Linked DNA regions of Sus scrofa: region 1 is linked to region 2. A link is a contact called in public HiChIP or PLAC-seq data. All regions are on one chromosome and are shown on one strand. The core of a region is the stretch at or near the end of the contact, and the rest is flanking DNA. Distances in the headings are between cores, read along the strand shown.

Region 1 (2,849 bases), core at 225-2,724, 250 kb before region 2:
CTTACACCAACATTTACGCAGCACATCAGCTGGTATGGGGCAACGTTTTATGCTCAGCCTACACATGGATGAACACTTTGGTCTTTTCGGTGAGCAAACTGAGAGCGAGCACACCTTCCAAGGCCACCCTGTGGTCCATGGATTCCTAGACCCACGCTTCCAATGATGAAAACCTTCTCAATGTCCCGTAAGGCTCCCTGGAGAAGTGGGGAAGTGACCAGTGTCATTTGGGGAGATCCACAAACAGTTAAGTGTCCTCTCCTGCTCCAGAGATGATGGGGGCCAGAATCCAGTCACCCCACGGGGTATGTGCTGGAGAGACAGCCTACCATGGAAGGCACACGCTCCTTCTGGAAGGGGAGCCCCTCAGAGTGCTCCCTGATAGGGATCAGAAGAGCCTGAGGAGTACAAACAAAGTCAGGCTCCCAAATGTAGCTGGGCCACTAAATACACAGAATCCCTGGACCCTGCCCCAGAGACTCTCTGAGGCCCAAGGTTGGGCCTGGAAATATGAATGCATAGGGACATTTCCAAATACTTTTTGTTTGTTTCTTTGCGACCCCACCCACAGCATGTGGAAGGTGCCAGGCCAGGGATCAAACCCATGACCAGAGCCACAGCAGTGACAATGCTGGATCCTTAACCTGCTGAGCCACCAGGGAACTCCCCAAATAGCTTTGATGATCAGTCAGGTTTGAGACTGGTTGGTTTGATTTTTCAACCACTGTGTCCACTTGTCTTCTGCCTGAAGTCACCTCTGTTCAGAAATAGAAACACAAATGGACCGATGTTTGGAGGTGAGAATTGGGCGATAAAGAACTCAAGGGCTAGAAAGTTTAAGTGACGTGCCAAGTTGACACAGCTAATCAATGTCCCAGGCAACAGGTGTGTGTGAAACAGTCTACAGGCCAGGCACTGGCCACCATCTGGTGGGAGTAAAAAGGAATGTAAGATGTAGTCCTGGTCCTTGGGACCTAAACACAGGACACAAACTCAAAAGCATGCTGGTGACACAGATAGCATGAAGTGGGCTGGGTGGAAGGCAACAGGGAGTAGTGGGGACTGTGGAGAACTGAGGCCCACATGCCAATACCGTGAGTGCCAGCTGCCCAGCTCCAGCTTCTCAGTGCCTTTAAGGGTATGGGCCTAGAGTGGCCAGATAGGCTGGGTTTTAAAAAAAACCAAAAAGTCTGCATTTCCTGACTTTTAAATATAGCAATTCATTCAATTAAAAAAAAAAAAAAAAGAAAAAGAAGAAAAAAAAAACCCCACACAGTGAGGGCCAAACAAGATTCATCTGTAGGCTGACTCTTGCCCATGGAATGACAGTTTGCAACCTCTTTCTTTCTTAAAAGGTCATCCAGGCTAACCTCCCTTGAACTTGAGTCCCTTCAAGAGCACTATAGCGTAGCACGGAGGGGGAGGGATCCCATCTAGCACGTTGTGAAGTGCTTGGTGGTGTGTGTGTGTGTTTGTCACACACAAAGGTGGGCATCTGGCCTCCCTCCCCCACTACTGGAAATGCATTCCAGGCCCAGAGGCAGGGTGTGGCCACTGCAACCGCAGCAGCCCACTCAGAGATGACCTGCGGGCAAGGGCCGAGATCCCCAGGACAATAGAGAATGATTGGTGGCAGCGGAGGCTAGCTTTAAAGGGCTGCAGACAAAATATGAAGGGAGGCAGGAAAACACTGGAGAAACCAGAGAGCAAAGGTGTCTTAAAAAGGAATATTGGAAAGGGAAGAAGAACGAAGAGGCAAGAGAGAAGCGTCGGATCTAAAAAACCCCATAAACCAGAATATGACATGCCCAGATTCCCCAGCCAGCCCTTCCATCGACTTGGTCTGCTTAGTTTTTCTTCACAATACTCACCACAACCTGGCCTTTGATACTGTACATGAATTGCTTATTTTTGGATGTCCCCCCTCCAATCCACAGTCCAAGAGAAGGCAGGTTTGTCTACCTATTTAAAGTTCAGCTCCCAGGGTCTGGCACATGGTAGGTCTTAGCAAGCACCTGCTGGGCAAATGGTCTGCAGGCCAGCACTGGTACCCAAAGGGTTTCGCCTGATGTCTCAACCATATAATAAACACAACAGCAGCACAAAACCCTTTCTCCTTTACCAAACCTGTCCTTTAACTTAATTCCTCCGATTTTCTTTCGCCCCACTGCTTCATGGGTTTGGCTGTGGCCCAAAAGGCTGCTGGCCTCTCCAAGGCAGGCCGCTCAAGAACCAGCTGGGACAGAGCTGCCTGCACAGTGGCTTGGCCCGTCTCTCTCTGGGGGCCTGGGAGATGATATGGCTGCAGAACTGCTGGGCTCAGCGCTCATCAGGCCAGGTCATCAAAATGATGGAGCATTCTGGGGCCACGTTCATCTCGCCTCCCCAGCCCAAAAGAGCACTGATTAGCAGCCTGGAAGGCAGGCAGAGAGCACAGGAGGCAGCGTAGCCTAAGGTTAAAGCTTTGGCTGCAAAGTCAGACTTCTGGGCTCGTTTCCCAGCTGCGTGACCTTGGAGGTCCCCAAGTCTCGTTGACCTCATCCGTAATGTGGGCACAACAATAACAACAGTAATAATAATGACTCGAAAGGGTTCTTGCGCGAGTTCAATGAGATGCTTCCCAGAGAGTGGCCAGCACCGTGCCTGGTGTTCTCTGCTATGACAGCCGCCCATCACCCCCGTGTAGGGCCCAGCTCTGCCCGCTTCCAGCCGTGTGACCCTGAATGACCCGACCACCTCCCCTCTGGTCGTCAAATTCCTCCTCCTTAAAACAGGGGGAACCCGGACACCAGGATCGGGTAGGGAATAAATGAGATCTGACATGTGAAGCATTTCACACGGCGCCTGCT
Region 2 (3,196 bases), core at 432-2,931:
CAGGTGCTACCTCTTGAGTAAAGTCTGTCCACAACTAATCTCTCACCTCCTCTAACTTTTGCTTCATAGCTGGGATTATCTGAACCTTTTTTTTTTTTTTTACCCTTAAAGTTTTATACTGCTTTGCATTTTCACTGTAGCTGTTATGCATATTTATGTATTAGATGCCCATTGTATTATTTGAAGGCAGAGATTGAAATATCTAGCACAGTTCTAGTTCCTAGTGAGCTCTAAATGAGTAGTTATTGATTTGGCTTCAGTCCATCTCAGAAAATCTCCAGTGTCTCTCAGTGTTCAGTGCATTCTCTGGCTTATGGTCTTAGGAACCCAAGTGCTTAAGTGGCACCGTTTCCAAAACTCCTAATTTCATGCAGGCAGTTTTGAAATTTATAAGTAATCGGGTAAATTCCAGGGAATTGGGACTGAGCAATTTTCTGGGGCTCTTTTGAACCACTCCAGTCCCTTTACTCCCACTTGATGATTTAAGATTAGAATTCTTTCTGATCAAGCTGAATCAGATTACTTTTTCCTAGAGTTCCTGTGGTGGCTCAGTGGTAACGCACCCAACTAGTATCCATGAGGATGCAGGTTCAATCCCTGGCCTTGCTCAATGGGTTAAGTATCTGGTGTTAGTGTGAGCTGTGGTGTAGGATGCAGACCCATCTCGTATTTGGCGTTGCTGTGACTGTGGCATAGGCCAGCAGCAGCCCTGATTCAGCCCCAGCCTGGGAACTTCCATATGCCATGGGTGTGCCCCTAAAAAGATCCACCCCCCCAAAAAAGGCAGATTGCCTTTTCTAATATGAACATTGCTCTGTTGATCCTACTATCCCAAATTAACATTCCTCTTTTAAGAAGTATCTCCAAGAACTGTACTCTTTTTGTCAAGTTTCTTCTTGGGCTCTTCTCTTGTAAGGGTTTTGTGGGACTAGTTCTATAACATTTTGTTTACTTATTGAAATGGCCTTACATTGACCAAAATACTTTAGTCCTATAAAATATTAGATAAATGCTGTGGTCTTTTCAGTACTTGTATTTGTATTAAGTAAATTCAGGCTTAGCGTGTATGCAGTAATCCTTCTCTCAGAATTTCATGGGTCAGCCTTTTTAGATGTGGAAATGTACTTTTCGGCCTAAGCTGGTGCCCACTACCTCCGGGTTTGTATGCCAGTCAGTTGTATGATGTTTTGACTTTGGAGTTTTATTTCCTAATCCAATAAGCCAGTGTGTTTTCTCTTCTCTGGTTCTATTCCTCTGTGGTGCCAACTACATATCTTGTGTGCTGCTCCCTCAGAGATGTTTGCCAGCAGCGTGTTCTCGTTGCTTTCTGGCCCCCCTCACAGATAGAGGCTTTGTCTGGAATGCTTGTGATTTTTAGCCAGAGCCAGGAATTTTCTGCAGCTGAGTAGGGGGAGGAGTTGAGGCTATTTCCCTCTATTGAGAGGGTAGGGGTTAGGGAGGGAGAGAGAGGGTGGGTGGGTGATTTCCCGGAATTTTAAATATTCCGCACAATGAATCCTTTGATTTCTTTCTCAGGAACAGGGCGGATACCTGACCAACTCGTGATCCTAGACATGAAGCATGGAGTGGAGGCAAAAAATTACGAAGAGGTATGTCCTGCTGTAACAGCCAGTAGAGGCAGCAGCATGCTGGTCTGTGAGGTTTCTGTGACCTAGTCAGGCCAGCAGGCTGTGCTTTGCCCAGAAGGCTGTGGTTTTCTCAGCAGTCATGTGACAACCAGCTTGATATAAAAAGTTATGTTAACAGCCTTGAACAATAATTCTGGCTGTGCTGTCAGCCAAGTGACTGGACCAACTGTCCCATAGAAATGTTGGTATGATGAAACACTTAAGTATATGCTATTAGTGCTCTTGAGACAGAAACCAGATATATAGTTGTAATTTTTTAAAGCCGGAATTCATTTATATGTTAATGTTCAAGGTTAAGAGAAGTGATTTGGTTTTAATCCCTATGGCTTTTATTCCCAGAGTGACAGCTATGTATAAAACTAGGGCATGGATTCATTGCTATTTAGACTTGAACAACTGTGCTGTCTTTGAGAAATGTAGTAGTCAAAAGTAGCTTTTAGTTAAAATAATTTCAATTTCAAATTTTTCAGAAAGAGAGCAAGATGGAAGAAAAACTGCAAGAGATTAGGTGTGTTTTGTTTTGCTTTGTTTTTGTTTTGCTTTTTTACCCTCGGCGAATGGACGTTCCCATGCTAAGGATTGAATCTGAGATACAGCTGCCAGCCTACCCCACAGCCACAGCAACGCCAGATCTGAGCCACATCTGTGACCTACACCACAGCTCATGGCAACGCTAGATCCCTAGCCCACCAAGTGAGGCCAGGGATCGAACCCACCTCATGGTTCCTAGTCAGATTTGCTTCCACTGCGCCACAGCAGGAACTCCGAGATTAGGATTTTTGCTAACCAGAAGTATCGTAGAGAACAAAAACAGACCTTTATTTGGGTGGTAGGAAGGTGGAAGTGTGCATAGAATAAGGGGAAGGGGGACTGAGCCCTTCCTATCCCTTTCATGAGAGACTCTGGAGGCAGCACAAAAAAGGCTCTTCAAATGAAGAGCACCTTTGAAAAACCACAAGAACTATTTAAGATTGGAGGATTGATCTTTATAGAAAGATTAGCATGTTTTTACCCAGATCAGAGTCTTTCTACAACAGTACCCGAAGGCATGAAGAAAAGATGGGGTGTAGGAAATACAAATGGCTTTTGAAGAAGGTAAACTGAATAAACAAAGGAAAGTTGCTTTAAGTGATTTAAGCAAATTCTCTAGAAATGATGGAGCGGGAGAAATTGTTCTATCTTTGGTCAGAACTTAGAAGGGAAATATCCTAAAATGGAAGAAGACTGGAAGCCACTGGCTGCTTCTTCAACAGGAAGTAGTACTGCAATAATTGCAGCTCTCCAGGTCTTGCCTCTTTTTCCTAGTTCATGGGTTCAGTTGAACAAAACTAGACTGAGTTATTTGTAGGCAGGAAACAGGAGCAATTGATGGAGCTGTGAGTGGAAGACAGTTCCTAGTGGAGACTCTTGCTTGTTTCTGGCTTCAGGATAGTTTAGTTAAAAGAGTTAAAGCAAGAGCCTCTTTGTCTGATGAATTTAGGAGTAAATCGAAAAATCCTTTTAAGTGTTTATGATTCAGGAGAATCCTGATTATATTTAAACAATAT

Evidence for each region. HiChIP or PLAC-seq counts read pairs in DNA pulled down with a chosen protein or histone mark.
Region 1: a contact with region 2 is called in an H3K27ac HiChIP or PLAC-seq map of alveolar macrophages. The contact joins two enhancer-like sites. A contact is called at or near these places in 1 of 5 promoter capture datasets (liver), 6 of 47 Hi-C or Micro-C datasets (adipocytes, alveolar macrophages, embryonic fibroblasts and 3 more) and 1 of 2 datasets of contacts at active chromatin or transcription factors (alveolar macrophages).

The regions. Positions count from the first base shown.
Region 1 is chr7:98,588,361-98,591,209 of Sscrofa11.1, reverse strand. The region is part of intron 2 of JDP2 (jun dimerization protein 2); the gene reads right to left. Among named protein-coding and RNA genes, the nearest start is that of JDP2, 15 kb to the right of the region's middle. Within about 2 kb of position 1,474, at least 16 of the 83 cell types and tissues checked have an H3K27ac peak or open chromatin away from gene starts, as enhancers often do. A contact at or near this core is called in alveolar macrophages and embryonic fibroblasts, where this site is marked.
Region 2 is chr7:98,340,181-98,343,376 of Sscrofa11.1, reverse strand. It overlaps TMED10 (transmembrane emp24 domain-containing protein 10), which reads left to right. Exons shown (of 5, transcript XM_001926711.5): 3 at 1,537-1,610. Among named protein-coding and RNA genes, the nearest start is that of NEK9, 20 kb to the right of the region's middle. Within about 2 kb of position 1,681, at least 46 of the 83 cell types and tissues checked have an H3K27ac peak or open chromatin away from gene starts, as enhancers often do. A contact at or near this core is called in alveolar macrophages and embryonic fibroblasts, where this site is marked.